5 separate regions of the Mus musculus genome follow, and all the other regions are linked to region 3. The links are chromatin contacts, called in public Hi-C and HiChIP or PLAC-seq maps. All regions are on one chromosome and are shown on one strand. The core of a region is the stretch at or near the end of the contact, and the rest is flanking DNA. Distances in the headings are between cores, read along the strand shown. Region 1 has its middle 9.5 kb from the start of Igsf3. Region 2 overlaps Cd101 (CD101 antigen). Region 3 has its middle 75 kb from the start of Cd2. Region 4 overlaps Ptgfrn (prostaglandin F2 receptor negative regulator). Region 5 overlaps Ptgfrn (prostaglandin F2 receptor negative regulator).

Region 1 (2,700 bases), core at 93-2,592, 160 kb after region 3:
GGTGAGGATGAAAGGAAGGCCGGCTCGCCTGACTGGTGGTCAGGGGAGGCTAGGGGAGTTACTGAGGAATTTCACAAGGCAGCCATGGCTGTAGTAAAGGGTATTTTGGCCCTGCTGTTGATCACACACACACACACACACACACACACACACACACACACACACACACACCAAGTGTGTGTGGGGAGAGAGAGAGAGAGAGAGAGAGAGAGAGAGAGAGACTCACTCACATGTGAAGGAAAAAAATGCATTTGAACAGCTCAGGACCAAGACAGATGGCTGTAGTTGATAGAGTCTGGAGAAAAATAGCATTTCCTGCATTTGGGTTATCATATGAGCGATCGCTAAAAAAATGGCTTTGTTTTGTGCTGGATTCTCTGGGCAATTAATTGTGGAAGATCTGCTGTGAGGTCCCTGCTGAGTTTGAAATACTTGAGACATATTTCACAGATCCGTGGTTACTTCAAGCCTCCCTCCCTCCCTCCCTCCCTCCCACCCTCCCTCCCTCCTTCCCTCCCTCTCTCCTTTGCTCTTCCTCCTCTTCTCTTCTTTTCCGTCCCTCCTGATCCTCTCTGCATTGGCCCCTTCCAATTCTCCTCTGCTTTGCCCTTTCTTTTCCCAGCAATCTTCTTCCTTTTCTGTGGCTCCCCAGCCCCCATCCATAAATAGCAAATCACAAGTAAGTAAAGAGAAGGGGATGCTGAGGGGATCGCTGGGTATTGTGAAAATTACAAGTGACTTTGGGGAAAGCTTGTTGGCATCCACATGGTATCATTTGCACTGTGAACTTAAGGTCCATGTATGGGCTCCTAAGCACCAGGCAGCACTGGAGCCTGGCGGAGGGGGAGGGGGAGGGGGAGGGGAGGGGAGGGGGAGGGGGAGGGTTCCGCTGCCCCTGCTGCCAGTTATTTCCCAAGCCCTCCTGAGACTAGGCTGGGTATGAGATTTGAAGATCCCCAGCACATGGTCCTTCCCAGCTTTGATAGATGAACTAAAGAGAGCGATCAGTAATTAAAGTTCTTTGTACAAGTCAAAACAAAAAGTCTGATCACGAGTGTCTGTGTGAATCACCTCCCACAGCTGCTAAGAAGGAGGGAGTCAGATACTGTGGTCAAGTCATCCAACTTGAAAACTTACAAGATTTCCTTACCCCAGCTATCTAAGCATCATAGAGCCCGGGGGCTAGCGGCCCACTCTATGGTGAAAGTAAGTTCAAGGGCACTCGTTCATGGGATCAGTTAATCATCCCGAATCCATTCTGTAATGCTTCCGTTGAGTGCCTGCATGCTTACACAGCTACCGTGGGCAGTCTCCGACCTCGAGAAACTTATCAGGAAAAACCACATGTTAAACAAAGAGCCTAAGTCAATGGCAAGGCACGGCCCTGGACATCTCTGCCGAGCACAGAGCTGGTGAAGACATGAACTCACTCCGGAAGAAGGGGAGGAGAGGTGGTTTTTTGTTTTTGGTTTTTTTTCCCACCCATAAAAAGGGTGAGAGTTTGCCAAGCTAGTGCCAGCAGCCTCAGAAGGCAACACTCACCTCACAGAATACCTGGCGCGTGCACAGGCATGGCTCAGAAACCACAGCTGACTGGCAACTCCAGTTCATGACAGGCAGAACCAAGAGCATAGGGAAGTTGGGGAGCAACCAAGGAGTCTGGGGAGATGCTCAGAGCCCACTGGAGGAAGCCTGAGTCTTTCCTAAGCATGTGGCAGCCTCAGAGGGTCCTGTCTAAAGGGTGCTTTACAAACGTGTACACCCTGTTGGGGATGGTTCTTTTGGTTTGGTTTGGTTTGAGTCAGGGTCTCAACTGCGTAGCCTAGGCTAACCTAAACTGGCACAGTACTTACTCCAGGCTTGTCCTGAGATAGAATGGAAGACAGTGAGCACTCAAACATAAATCAAGCCTTGCCACATCACGGCTCTGAAGTATCTGATGGTCCTCCCCCCACCCCCACATGCCTCCATCCCCACACAGGACAAAACCCAGAATCCCCCAAGACCCACATGACTTGCCTTTGCCTTCCTCCCATACCTCCCTCCAGCCCCCATCATTCCCACCACTCTAACTTTCTCTAATTGGCCTCTTACCATGAAAGCGCCCCCATCCATCCTAGTAGAGGTTTGTGTTTCTGCAAACATTGTTTGAACTTCTCTTTTTAAAAAAACACGGTCTCACTATATAGCCCCAGATGACCTGGAGCTTGCTGTAGACCAGGCTGACCTTGAACTCAGAGATTCCCTTGCCTCTGCCTCCTGGATGCCACCACATCCAGCTTCGAGATCACCTCTCTTTGCTGACTTGTCATCTCTCTCCCCAGCTAGACTTTACTGATTCATTTGACTAGCATTTGTTGAGCACAGGCTGTGCACTAGCCTTGATTTTCAATGTTGAGCATACCCTGGAGAACCAGGCAAGACAGAACTAGGTACCCCGAGCTTCCATCCTCCTGGGAAGACATAATAAACAGAGAAGCACACAGAAACAGAGTCCCACAGGGATAGAAATCAAGACAGCCATTTTTGTTTCATTTTGTTTTCATTAAGATTTCTATGTTTCTGTATGTGTGTACCTCTGTGCGTCTGTATGCTGCATGCTGTGGGTATCAGTGGAAGCCAGAAGAAGGCATTGGATCCCAGAAGCACAGGTAGCTGTGAATTGCCTGATGTAGGGTTTGGCCCAAACCAAATGTGGGT
Region 2 (2,700 bases), core at 134-2,633, 220 kb before region 3:
GACTCAGTGCTTTCAACAAAGGCACTGGCCAAGGCCTAGCACTATGGTGGTAGGCTGGTGTGTGTGTGTGTGTGTGTGTGTGTGTGTGTGTGTGTGTGTGTGTGAAGGAGATAGGAGGCCTTGGGGGCTGAGTAGAACACTGTTGTATGGGAAGAAGGATGCTCTTCAACGATGACTTACTATCTCTTAAACCAAGCATGCCAATGCCCCTGCTCTCCTCACCCTCCCTTTCCTCTTCCTCCTCCTCCTCCTTTTCTTCTTCCTCCTTCTTTTTCCAAGAGAGGGTTTCTCGGTGTAGCCCTGCCTGGGTTTCCTGGAACTCAGTCTGTAGACCAGGCTGGCCTTGAGTGTAGAGATTCATACACTTCTATCTCCTGAGTGCTGGGATTAAAGACATGCACAGCACCGACCAGTGCCAATGCATGCTTTGAATCCCAGCCCTTGGAGGCTGGCCTTGGTGGGGGGAAGAGGGCTGTAAGGTGGAGGACGGTCCAGACTGTACAGTGTAGGGCTAGACAGTGAGATCAAGTTCAAGGCTGGCCTAGGGCTGTATCCCAAGGCCTTTCCTTGACATCATAAAAACAGAAACAAAAAGCATCCCCAATTATAAAAGCAGGAAGCCAAATGAAAACTTCCAAAAGGCTGTAACACATTACCCTTTTGTCAAAGCGCCGATATTGATTAGACAACGACTCTTACACTTTTCAGCGGGCATTTGTAAAGGGGGGTTGGAGAAAAAACATCGGATTTCTGCCTAGAAAAAATTACATAATGATTGGGGGAGTCCGATTTCAGGCAAGCCAGTCCATGCTCTCAATCCCTCCGGCTTTGCCGACACCCGGTTTTTCCTACATTTCTTATCTAGAGAAAAATGATTTCCCTTGTGACTGGGCCAAGCTGATGTTGCCAAGGGAATAGATGAGTGGGAGAGGAATGAGAGAGGAAGGAAGGCTCGACAGCTGGTGTTCCTCTCTTTCCAGATGAGGCTGGACCTCCAGGAGGTGAGGTCTGTGTGAGTGGGGACAATGACACTATCTGCTTCTGAAGGATGCAAAGAAAAAAAAATGGTTGCTACACAAAGAAACACTCGACAAGATATGGTTAACAATCTATGTCCATGGCACATCCCTTCTGGTCCCTTGGTAACTTGGCCAAGGTCTAAAACAGAATTCATTCATCCTCCACGCTCCAACCCAATCCCTCCACGCTCCTTTCTCCAGCCCAGGTGCTCCTCAGTAGTGTCCACTCTCCTCTCCAGCTTCCTTCTGAAGTGATGTCTTTCTCATGCCCACCCAGAGAGCCTTTTCTTTCTTTGCACTGAGACTCAGCTGTGACAACTTCCTGGCCTTCCGGTACAAGCAGAGGAAGGACGTGGCCAGAAGGAGCAGCATGACGAAGGGGCAGACGATGAGGAAGTGGAGCAAGGGCCCCGAGGAGCAGATCAGGGAGGAGACCGTGGGCTCTGCAACCAGAGAAACACAGAAGACAATCAATCAGTGTCCCAACGATCGGGGCCGAGCAGGCGAGTACGTCTCCCTACACATCATTATCGGCAAGTCCGTGTAGATGACAAGGTGGAATGGCACAGGCCTCTCGCCCTGCAAGTGCACTGGAAGAACAGGCCCAGGACATTCCCAACACACACCTCTTCCCCCTGCCCGGCCATTGCAGCTGTACAGCTGCCAATGACCTACTTACAACCACCAGCCAAAAAAGAAAAGCAAAACAAAAAAAAAAAGAAGAGAGAGAAAGAAAACCTTTCCTTTAATCTTCTTCCCTCAGAAAAGATATGTATAATTCAGTTCTCGTTCTCAACTGTGTGGCTGGCTCTGAATTTTTAACTGAGATATTCCCACTGCTGTTTCTGAAACTCACAGTGCACTAAGCTGTCCTCAGTAACAGCTGTGCCTATGAAGGAGGGCACTTTTGCCCCTGACCCATGACATATAGGTTATCCCGGGTCCTGACTCCTTGCCCCACTATGCTCAATTCTCACTTCCTGTATCTAAGCCACTGGGCACAGTCCCTGTCTGGTTGGATCTCACTTCTCCCAGACTTCTTGCATGGTCCCGTGCTCACCCCTCCTTGTCACACAGCCCTTTGTTTCGGCTCCTTTCTTCCCTGGACTGAGAATGGCTAAGTGTCCTGGGTTCCTGCCTTTGGTGATCTTAAACCAAACTGAATGCCGCCACAGAGTCAAAGCCACCATACAGAGAGGCACGCCAAAGCATGCGATCCTCCGATCCTCCGCAGCTGCAGGCCGATGGGAGGCACCATCAACAGACTGACATGTGGGGCATTGGGGCTCCTGGTCATTTCCCAGAGAGGCAAAGCAGAGAGGACTGCGGCCACCACAGGTCCTCGGAAATGGTACCCTGGGCTAATGGCTAAAGGCCTGGGTTACAGGCATTCAGCAGAAAGCCACATGTGTAAAGTGGTACCAACCACTCACTGCACTCTTCCAACTACATTTCTGAACTATTTGAAATCAGGGCTATTCTGAACAATCCGATGCTAACAGCAGCTGTGCTTTGCTTGGGAAACTAACGACAGGAGACCTCTCTTCTTCAAAGGTTAAGCTATACAATTTCCGAGACTATGGATTCCCAGTGATAAAACAGTTTTGATAGGTCGTTCTGACCAACCTCCAAGTGCAAAAGAAAAGACCCCTTGGGGCCTCTCTGAAGCACTTTACACGTC
Region 3 (2,700 bases), core at 56-2,555:
GAAGCTCCTCACCCTCCTAGATGGTTTACCTTGGATAGGGATGTGTGCCCTGCTCTGGACGTTCTGTGATTGTCCCTGACAGGCTGCATGGACTCTTGGTGTGTGAATAGCTAGACATGTGAAGACACAGATGAGGCTAAGGCCTGGATGAGTGGGGGTCCTGGGTCTTTAAGACTCTGGTGAGTATGCACCTGAGTGTGGGTGCTCTGGGGAGTGCACTTAGGTCTGTGAGGCCCCGGGGTGTGAGAACTCGAGGATGTGTGAGGGACCTGAGCGAAGGAACAACAGGGGTCCTTTCCTAGGTGACTTTTGGTTCAGTCAAGGTGACAATCAGGATTAACCACGGCAGATGAAGAGCTGGGTTATGGGGGTACCTGGGTGTGGGGGACCCAAGCATGAAGGCATCTGAGCATATGAATAAAACCTAGAGTGCATTAGAACCTGGGTCTGTGAGGACCTGGATATGTAAGCACTTCACTATGGGAAGACCTGAGTGTAAGGGCACGAGGTGGGCACCATAGTGCGTGAGCACCTGTGGCGGGGGAGGAGCATCATGGGAGCACCAGGCCATGTAATAGCAGGATGTGTTGGGCCTCAGCTTTGAGGGGCTCCAGCCTGTGAGGACTTGGGCACATTAAAAGCTGAGCATGTCAAGACCTTGGTATTTGTAAGGACTTGGGCACTGAGTACTAGGTTATGGGAGGATGTCTGCGAGTGAGGACCCCCAGGATATAGGCTCTAAACCTGCTTGCTACCTGTGGCTTAGCACTCCTGCCCACCCATGGGTGAAGGATCTGAACAGAATGGCTGACAGAAAGACTCTGTAATGAGAGGGCAGGCCCAGGGCCAAGAAGCTGTGTCTGCCTCCCACCATAAACCATCACACAGCACTTTGAACGAAGTTTATGGCTTTGGCAGAGCTCCAATCTCCTGAGGGCTCAGGCTGTAAATTCTTAAGAAGATCCTAGACCCTGCTGGCCGGGCCTTGTCACCCATTGTGAAAGGTGCAGAAGAAAAGGATAGGTCACATTGTAGGAGCTTCCCCCACCCCACCACCACCACCACCCCCACCCCCCGCCTTCCACCCCACACAGGTCTATCGAGAAGGAAGACAAACTGTGTAACATGGATGGAGAACTAGGCCCCCCGGGGTGGCTGGGGGACCTGTGACAAACTGCTAAGTGAGAACATACACAGGAAAGAGGCAGGAAAGGCCCTAATCCACAGAGCACCAGGGGAGGCCAGGTCTGTGTTTAGCCTTGGCTGGTGGGGCCTCTCCTGCCTCCCCTCCTACTCTTGGCTGATTCACTCAGCAGCTGGGCTCCAGGCGCCCGGGGCAGGGCGGGTGGAGTGAAGGGTACCTTCCTGGCCCCTCCACCAGCTCCATCTGTGCACAGGCGCCCCTGTGGTCCCCATACCCAGCTGTCCACCACACTGCTAGTGGGTGTGAGGCCGTTTGGGAAAATATCCGCTAAAAGCAGAGTGGAGAGAAAGGGAAACAGAATATTAACGTAGCAGGGAGAAGTCTGCATAAATCTGAATGGCTAATGAAGTCAGGGAAGAAGCCCAGAGAAGCCCAGGGGTCTCTAGACCTCAGACCACCAGAAACTGTGAACTTGAGGCCAGGGCTACATGGCCAGCTAGTGATGCTGTCATTTTGCAGTCAGGGGGACTGGGCCAGAGTGTGTGTGTGTGTGTGGGGGGGGGGGTAATGGGGGCAGCCCGGGCTCCAGTGAGAGGTAGTGAGGTCATTTCTGGCCAATCAGAGTGAAGGGCAGAATCCCAGCTGATGATGGGGATTTTAAAGGACTACGGGGACTTCCTAGTGCCACGTTTCTGTCTCTGGATTGAGAGAACCATGGAGCTGGCCAGCCGGCTGGAGGCCAATGTCTCTTGATTTTTCTTTGTGCTGTGTTTGGAAGGGTGTCCCCAGGGAGGCTGACAGCCGCCTCTGAGAAGCAGCTTTCTGTCCCTACAGGCCTCTTTCCATCCCATCCTCAAAAGCAAGGCCTCTTCCCTTAGCAGGTGTCCCTCTTTGCTCAACCCTGTTTTCTCCTCACAAAATGCTGACTCACAGGTGGACGGAAGTCGTCATCCCTTAAGAACGCTATCTCCTTGACAGGTGGCCGCCAGCCAGCTCCAGCATTAGTACTTCTGCAGTGGGGATCTCTGTACCCCCACACAGCATGGGGGTCAGCACCCACACACAGCATGGAGCTCAGCACCTCCACACAGCATGGAGCTCAGTACCTCCACACAGCATGGTGCTCAGTACCTCCACACAGCATGGACCTCAGTACCTCCACACAGCATGGACCTCAGTACCTCCACACAGCATGGAGCTCAGTACCTCCACACAGCATGGAGTTCAGTACCCCCACTCAGAGTGGAACTCAGTACACCCACACAGCATGGAGCTCAGTGCCCCCACACAGCATGGAGCTCAGTGCCCCCACACAATGCTCTCTAATCAGAACAGCTTAGATATTTAGCAAGTCTTTCCTGCCTGCCTTCCTTTATCCCTTCCCTCTCTTCTTTCCCTCCCTTCCTTTCTTCCTCTGCTATTTTCTCCCCCCCCCTTTTCTCTCCCTCTTCTCATCTCCCCCCTCCCTCCCTCTTCTTCTAGTCCTCTTCCTTGTCTTCCTCCTCCCTGGTGCAATGAGGACCATATGAAATTCCCAGTGGGTTTTCTGGTTTTGT
Region 4 (2,700 bases), core at 64-2,563, 170 kb before region 3:
GTGGAATTGTTTTTCTGGTCAGTCACAGACCTCCTCATCTGGGACAACTATAAGTAGACGCCTCAGAAAAAGTCACCCGACAGGAAAACGAAGCAAGGAGGAGCTGGAGTTCAAAGGTCCCTCTCCTCAGACTGCATGGCCGCTAGGGAAACCCCCTCGGACAAAGCTTCTCACCCTTAAGCATGTGGACTTCATTCTCTCCACACAGTTGTTCTGAGCAGCCGAGCACTCGGAAGCTTTCATGGGGCAGACTCATTTCTTAGGGACCAGCTCAGGGAGGCGTGGGGGTGGTGCTGGGGGTAGGGGACAGAGGTCTGACTAGTTAGGCTGGTCTGGGTGGGGCAGGTTTGGTATGTGTCAGTAGAGACACTCTACTACACTACTGTAGGGTTCCAAGAGGTCTCCACTCTGCTAGAGGCTACGGGAAGCCTTCCTTTTCCAAGAAATAAAACAATAGGTGATGGGAGGTAGAGGTGAGAATATCAGGAGTTTAAGGTCAGCCTTGGGCTAGACAGTGGATCTGAGGCAACCCTGGGACTTATGAGACCACATCTCAGAAACAGCAGGTAAGCAAGAACTGTCAGTCTTTAATCCACAGCCTCACCTGGAGACCTCTCTGCCCCCACATCTCAGAAGCCATGTCCACCTTAGGATATGGGGAAGTGGGCTTCCACTGAATCACAGAGGAGCCAAGGCTCCTAAAAGTCCTTCCCCAGTGGTGTTACCAGGCCAGGACTGCAAAGGCAGCAACTTGCAAAACCGCTTTGGCCTGAGCCAGGCCCTAGAGGAAACACAAGGTGGACCAAACTCTAGAAGCCTGAATGTATGTGCTGCAGTACAACTCGGGAAGATACTTAGATACCCAGAGCGGGAGAGCTCACCGTCCATCTTCACAGTTATAAAGATGGGCCTGGAGTGGATCTCGGCTTCCCTCTGCCAGGAACCTGTCGGTGACCTCACCCAGGGAGTCACAGAACAGTAGTAGTTGCCAAAGTCCTGGTCCTCAGAGCCATGCACTTGCAGCAAGAATTCCAGCACGCTCACTCGCTCCAGGCTGACAGTACTCTTCCAGTCCCTCTGGCCTGTCGTCACGACTCCCTTCCGGTCCAAGGAGGAGAGGAGGACGGGAGCCTTGTCCAAGCCAAAAGAGTGTACCGCAAACCAGGATACATCGAAGGCCATGTCATCTGTGGATTACGGAGCCAAATGCTGAGGTCAGAGTGTGAGCAGAAACGATGTACACGCTCCTGTGTGTGCAACCCTTACACGCTCCTGGCCAGGTCTGTTCTGTACGAACCTCCAAGCAGCCTGTGATGATATCACAGCCTCCCCTGTGCCAAGGTCACACAGCTACAGATAGTAGTGTGTCTAGCCTGACCACTCCCACCCTAAAGAACCACAGAAAGAAGATCTGGGGCCACAGACAGCCCTGTGTGTGAAGGCTGGGCATGGCGTGCAGGGTCCCCGAGCACTTCACGCAGAAGAACCAAAGACCGCACATAAAATAAATTGTACCAGATTTGAAGTTGTAGACAGCTTGGATTTTATTGTTCACTGTGGTTTGTGCTGTTTTATTTTTTTCTTCCCCCTTGTAGAAGTATTTAAGTTCAAAATAAGAGGGGTAAAAAAAAAGAAAATCAAGCTGAGAAAACTGAACACAGTTAATAGTCCCAGAGAGTAAAGCTAGTGGATCATGAAGTTCTCTGTGAAACTGAGGTTCTAACAGCCTCAAATAAACGACAACGGGCAGAAGAGAAAGAGGATGGTACAGGATTAATTTACACAATGTGGAAACTGAGGCCACATGCTAAACCCAGACCCTCATCCCCACCCTGACTGGACCAACCCAAGCCAGCTACTGAGCTTCAGGTTTCATCCAGAAGGCATGTGGGGACTGTGGACCAGAAACACAGTCACATCTTAAACCTGCTTGGCAAAATTCCTTTTTCAAAAAAAACACCGAGGACTGAACCCAGTGCCGTGCTGGGCAAGTGTTCTATTGGAGCTACAACCCTGGCCCGGGACCTTTTATATGTCAGCTTTTGCTGGACAACAAAAAAACAATAGTTATTCATTCAGGCAAAGTACATTAATAACTTCAAAAACACATTCTAAGGCAAACAGATGTCATCCAGACCCATGTAAGACAGAAGGGAGCTCAACTCAAAGTGGGCATTTCCAAACAGGTCCCAATGATAACTCCACTACTAAAGCAGATCCCCTCTCTCCTCCACCTGCCCCAGGGGCCCCTCAGCATAAACAATTCTCAGCAGGTAAGTCTCTGAGACCAGCTTGGTGGGAATGCAGAAGGTGCTGTGGACTGCCTATTCCCCCTCAGTGCCAGGGCGGAGTGGGCTCTGCTACCCAGGGAAACTCAGGGAGTCTAGAGTGGCTACCAATGATAAAGCATAGAGGTGCTGCCATTACGTCATTCTCTTGTGCATCATAGGATGCTAAGGTGGCTAGCCTGGGCCAGAATCCCAGTACCTACTGGCCACATGACCTGAACAAGCCATGTTAGTTTATTGCACAATGCAAATTAACAGGGCTCTGGAGAGATAGCTCAGTGGTTAAGAGCATTCACTGCTCTTCACAGAACCTGGGTTCAGTTCTCAGCACTCATGTCAGGTAGCTCACAACTGCTTATAGCTCCAATTCCAAGGGATCTCTTATCCTCTTCTGGCCTCCACAGTCAGACAG
Region 5 (2,700 bases), core at 1-2,500, 140 kb before region 3:
TCACTGAAGGCCTTTGGTAAAAGAACAGTTGTGGGCACTAGCCATTAAATTATCCACTGCCCCCACCTCCACCCCAAAATGAAAAAAACATGGGATAAATTCAGTGCCAAGAAAAAGTTTGCCTCTCCAAAAGTTTATGTTTTCTTTCTCAGACAACTGGATAAGAACATCTCTTTTTGTCTCGCCTTCAAAACTCTACAAATTTGGTGCTCAAATGCAGCAACAAATTCATGCCAACCACTCAACTAACTCATCCCAAGCAATAACTGCTCTTGGATTCTCTTTGCCTCTTTTGATCTTGATTATTTCTTTATGTCTGTTGCTTTGTTCTTCATTTTGCAAACCAACTAGAGCTTTTCCTTCTTCAAAGAGGAATACAAATCTTAGCAAAAGGCCTTTCTCTCACCTTCTTACAAAAATTCACCAGATCCTCCCACCCTGCTGCAAAGGGTTGTTCATTTCTCAGACCATCGATAGTAGGCCCATGTAAGACAATGGGCTAAGACAGTTCCCACCCCGTCATCAACTGGGACAACAGGAACAGCCCATCTTTAGGACTTGGGACTGGTTGTCTCAGGAGGTAGAGCTGACTTCCAAGGCCAAAGACATTCCCCATACACGAAGACAATGCCTAGGACAGATTCAACTAAAGCCACAATTCTAAGCCATCCCAGACAAGAAACCAGAATTAGCCAATGGGGGAAGAGTCTCCTTCCCAAAGATGATCATAAGCACTTCCCACCTGACCATTTAATACATATAAAGTTCTCCGTCAGGGCCTGGAAAAGGTGTTCAATAAATGGTAATTAGAATTCTCAATGTGTCAAGTGCAAAACCAAGTGCTGCATCACATGGGCACGAGGATCCCACTCTCTAAGAGACAACAGTCCACATCACCTACCTAGGATGACCTCTATACTTAGCAGGTCAGCTGTGTTCCTGGCTTTGTGTGTGTGTGTGTCTGTGAGTGTGTGTGTGTCACATCTTCATTATCTTATACAGGCCCGAGTTGTATTTGATGGCATGCACAAATTACATTTCTAGAGAAAACATGTAGGGTCAGTCAGCTGCCTCAGTTTCTGGGCAGAGAATGCAGTCTGCAGACTGTGACTAAAGGCCTGTGGCTGTACTCAGGCCCGACTCGTCTCCTGACAAGCGTCCAAGCAGCTGCAAACCATGAGTCACAGAGACCGGGGTGAAGGCTTAAGAGGAAGACAGAGAAGAACACAGTTGTTTTTATAATGTTTACACTCCTGGTGAGCTCACAATTATGCAAGGGCCTCTGCATACTCTAAGCCACGGTCATGCCTGCATACAGTTCTGGGTTTGGATGCATGGGTTTTACGCTATCTATATGTTGGGGCAGGCCTAGTCTGTGTAAAGCACACAGAAGCTCTGGGGCTCCATGCATGCACTGGAGATGTGCACTCATGTCTTTCACAATGGCACCGGCACTCTGCAGGAAAACGAGTGGCAGGACCCTTAGGATAATCAGGGAGTCTTTCCCACAGTTTAGCCTCTTTATTTCCCCTCAGTCTCTGGAGAACACGTCACCAACAAATCCCTTCAGTTACAAAGCCCGTTCCCTCCCAGAGCTTGCCCCTGATGTCTGACAGTGCCTGTACTTCCCCCAGGGTATGTGGGATCAATACACCAGGACTTCAAAGAAACCCTCAGAATTGGAGTGCAGGCAGAATTTTCACAAAAAAAAAAAAAAATCCCAGAGCTAGGACTCAGAAGTTGGAGGGGGCGGGGAGGGGAGGAAGCCAGAGTGGGGATTTGACAGCACCACACAATGCACCAGGATCAGAGCTGTGAGACAGATTCAACTCCAGAGATGAAAACTCTTCTCTTGGTGCTGACAACATCTGTTTTATTTTGAAGGTTGCTAAGGAGAGTCCTGGCTGGGCCAACATTGTTCCAGCCCAGGACTTCACAGAGCGCCTCGGAGCGCAGGCTCCTGACTGCAGGAATGAAAGCAGATAAGCCTGCTCCTTTCGCTCTTTAGATATCAAAGCCCCACTTTGCTCACAGGGCTACCACCCCCCCCCCAGTCTCAGTCCCAACTAGCCTTTCCCTACCGCTTACTCTCTAAGGATGCTTTCCCTTGCACCGTACTACCATTCACAAGTTCCCATCCATTTCTTAGGGACAGACAGACAGGGAGTGCACCCTTGAGCCAGCATAGGACCTCTATATAAGACAGAGAAGAATTCCATAGGAGCTGGAGACATGCACATGTAGGAGGAGGGTTAGCATCAGACAGAGGATGAAGTCTTTTACTGCCCTTTAAAGATCAGTGTTGCCTCCTTAATCAAAGACAAATCAAGTGTCTTTGTCAGGGCTCAAAGCCCTGTGAGGGCAGTGAAGAGCTGACCATAGGCTGACCACTGTGGAAATGAAGCAGGTGGGGAGCCAGCCACACCCCACCAGCCCCTCCCACCTAAGCTGAATTGAATGATCAAGGCCATTACCACCCTTGAACAAAAGGAGCTACTACACATTCCTCCCCATGGTCAGATGCATAAGAAAAAAGACCAGGGGCACTACAGGAAAGAGATCAGGTCAAAGCCAGCAATCTCATGTAAGACATGGTAGGATCACATAGATGACAAAGCAGGGATACCAAAGAGCAAGCAGGATAAAGTGGGCACAGCAGGGAGAACACAAATGACAAAGTGAACACAGCAGGAAGGACAC

What was found. HiChIP or PLAC-seq counts read pairs in DNA pulled down with a chosen protein or histone mark. Hi-C and Micro-C count contacts between places; a contact is called where the count stands out from the background.
Region 1: a contact with region 3 is called in an HNF4G HiChIP or PLAC-seq map of pancreatic cancer cells. The contact joins two enhancer-like sites. A contact is called at or near these places in 2 of 115 datasets of contacts at active chromatin or transcription factors (embryonic stem cells and pancreatic cancer cells) and 1 of 9 other capture datasets (adipose tissue).
Region 2: a contact with region 3 is called in a RAD21 HiChIP or PLAC-seq map of pro-B cells, with 4 times the contacts expected there. The contact joins two enhancer-like sites. A contact is called at or near these places in 2 of 15 datasets of contacts at CTCF or cohesin (large pre-B cells and pro-B cells), 4 of 484 Hi-C or Micro-C datasets (bone marrow-derived macrophages, nephron progenitors, regulatory T cells and 1 more) and 4 of 115 datasets of contacts at active chromatin or transcription factors (bone marrow-derived macrophages, embryonic stem cells and stem cell-derived neural progenitor cells).
Region 4: a contact with region 3 is called in a Hi-C map of uterus, with 2.9 times the contacts expected there. The contact joins two enhancer-like sites. A contact is called at or near these places in 4 of 39 promoter capture datasets (the 3T3-L1 cell line, the C10 cell line, HPC-7-derived erythroid cells and 1 more), 1 of 484 Hi-C or Micro-C datasets (uterus), 3 of 115 datasets of contacts at active chromatin or transcription factors (all in embryonic stem cells) and 3 of 9 other capture datasets (adipose tissue, embryonic stem cells and pancreatic islet).
Region 5: an HNF4G HiChIP or PLAC-seq map of pancreatic cancer cells shows a contact between it and region 3. The contact joins two enhancer-like sites. A contact is called at or near these places in 3 of 115 datasets of contacts at active chromatin or transcription factors (embryonic stem cells and pancreatic cancer cells) and 3 of 9 other capture datasets (adipose tissue, embryonic stem cells and liver).

The regions. Positions count from the first base shown.
Region 1 is chr3:101,366,264-101,368,963 of GRCm38.p6, forward strand. No RefSeq gene overlaps it. Among named protein-coding and RNA genes, the nearest start is that of Igsf3, 9.5 kb to the right of the region's middle. Within about 2 kb of position 1,343, at least 53 of the 459 cell types and tissues checked have an H3K27ac peak or open chromatin away from gene starts, as enhancers often do. A contact at or near this core is called in pancreatic cancer cells, where this site is marked.
Region 2 is chr3:100,992,433-100,995,132 of GRCm38.p6, forward strand. Cd101 (CD101 antigen) reads right to left here. Exons shown (of 9, transcript NM_001167906.2): 9 at 1-1,462. The coding sequence ends at 1,233. Among named protein-coding and RNA genes, the nearest start is that of Ttf2, 24 kb to the left of the region's middle. Within about 2 kb of position 1,384, at least 95 of the 459 cell types and tissues checked have an H3K27ac peak or open chromatin away from gene starts, as enhancers often do. A contact at or near this core is called in pro-B cells and regulatory T cells, where this site is marked.
Region 3 is chr3:101,211,251-101,213,950 of GRCm38.p6, forward strand. No RefSeq gene overlaps it. Among named protein-coding and RNA genes, the nearest start is that of Cd2, 75 kb to the right of the region's middle. Within about 2 kb of position 1,306, at least 163 of the 459 cell types and tissues checked have an H3K27ac peak or open chromatin away from gene starts, as enhancers often do. A contact at or near this core is called in adipose tissue, pancreatic cancer cells, pro-B cells and 2 more, where this site is marked.
Region 4 is chr3:101,044,563-101,047,262 of GRCm38.p6, forward strand. Ptgfrn (prostaglandin F2 receptor negative regulator) reads right to left here. Exons shown (of 9, transcript NM_011197.3): 8 at 882-1,187. Among named protein-coding and RNA genes, the nearest start is that of Cd101, 16 kb to the left of the region's middle. Within about 2 kb of position 1,314, at least 52 of the 459 cell types and tissues checked have an H3K27ac peak or open chromatin away from gene starts, as enhancers often do. A contact at or near this core is called in adipose tissue and uterus, where this site is marked.
Region 5 is chr3:101,069,226-101,071,925 of GRCm38.p6, forward strand. The region is part of intron 4 of Ptgfrn (prostaglandin F2 receptor negative regulator); the gene reads right to left. Among named protein-coding and RNA genes, the nearest start is that of Gm52612, 38 kb to the right of the region's middle. Within about 2 kb of position 1,251, at least 120 of the 459 cell types and tissues checked have an H3K27ac peak or open chromatin away from gene starts, as enhancers often do. A contact at or near this core is called in adipose tissue and pancreatic cancer cells, where this site is marked.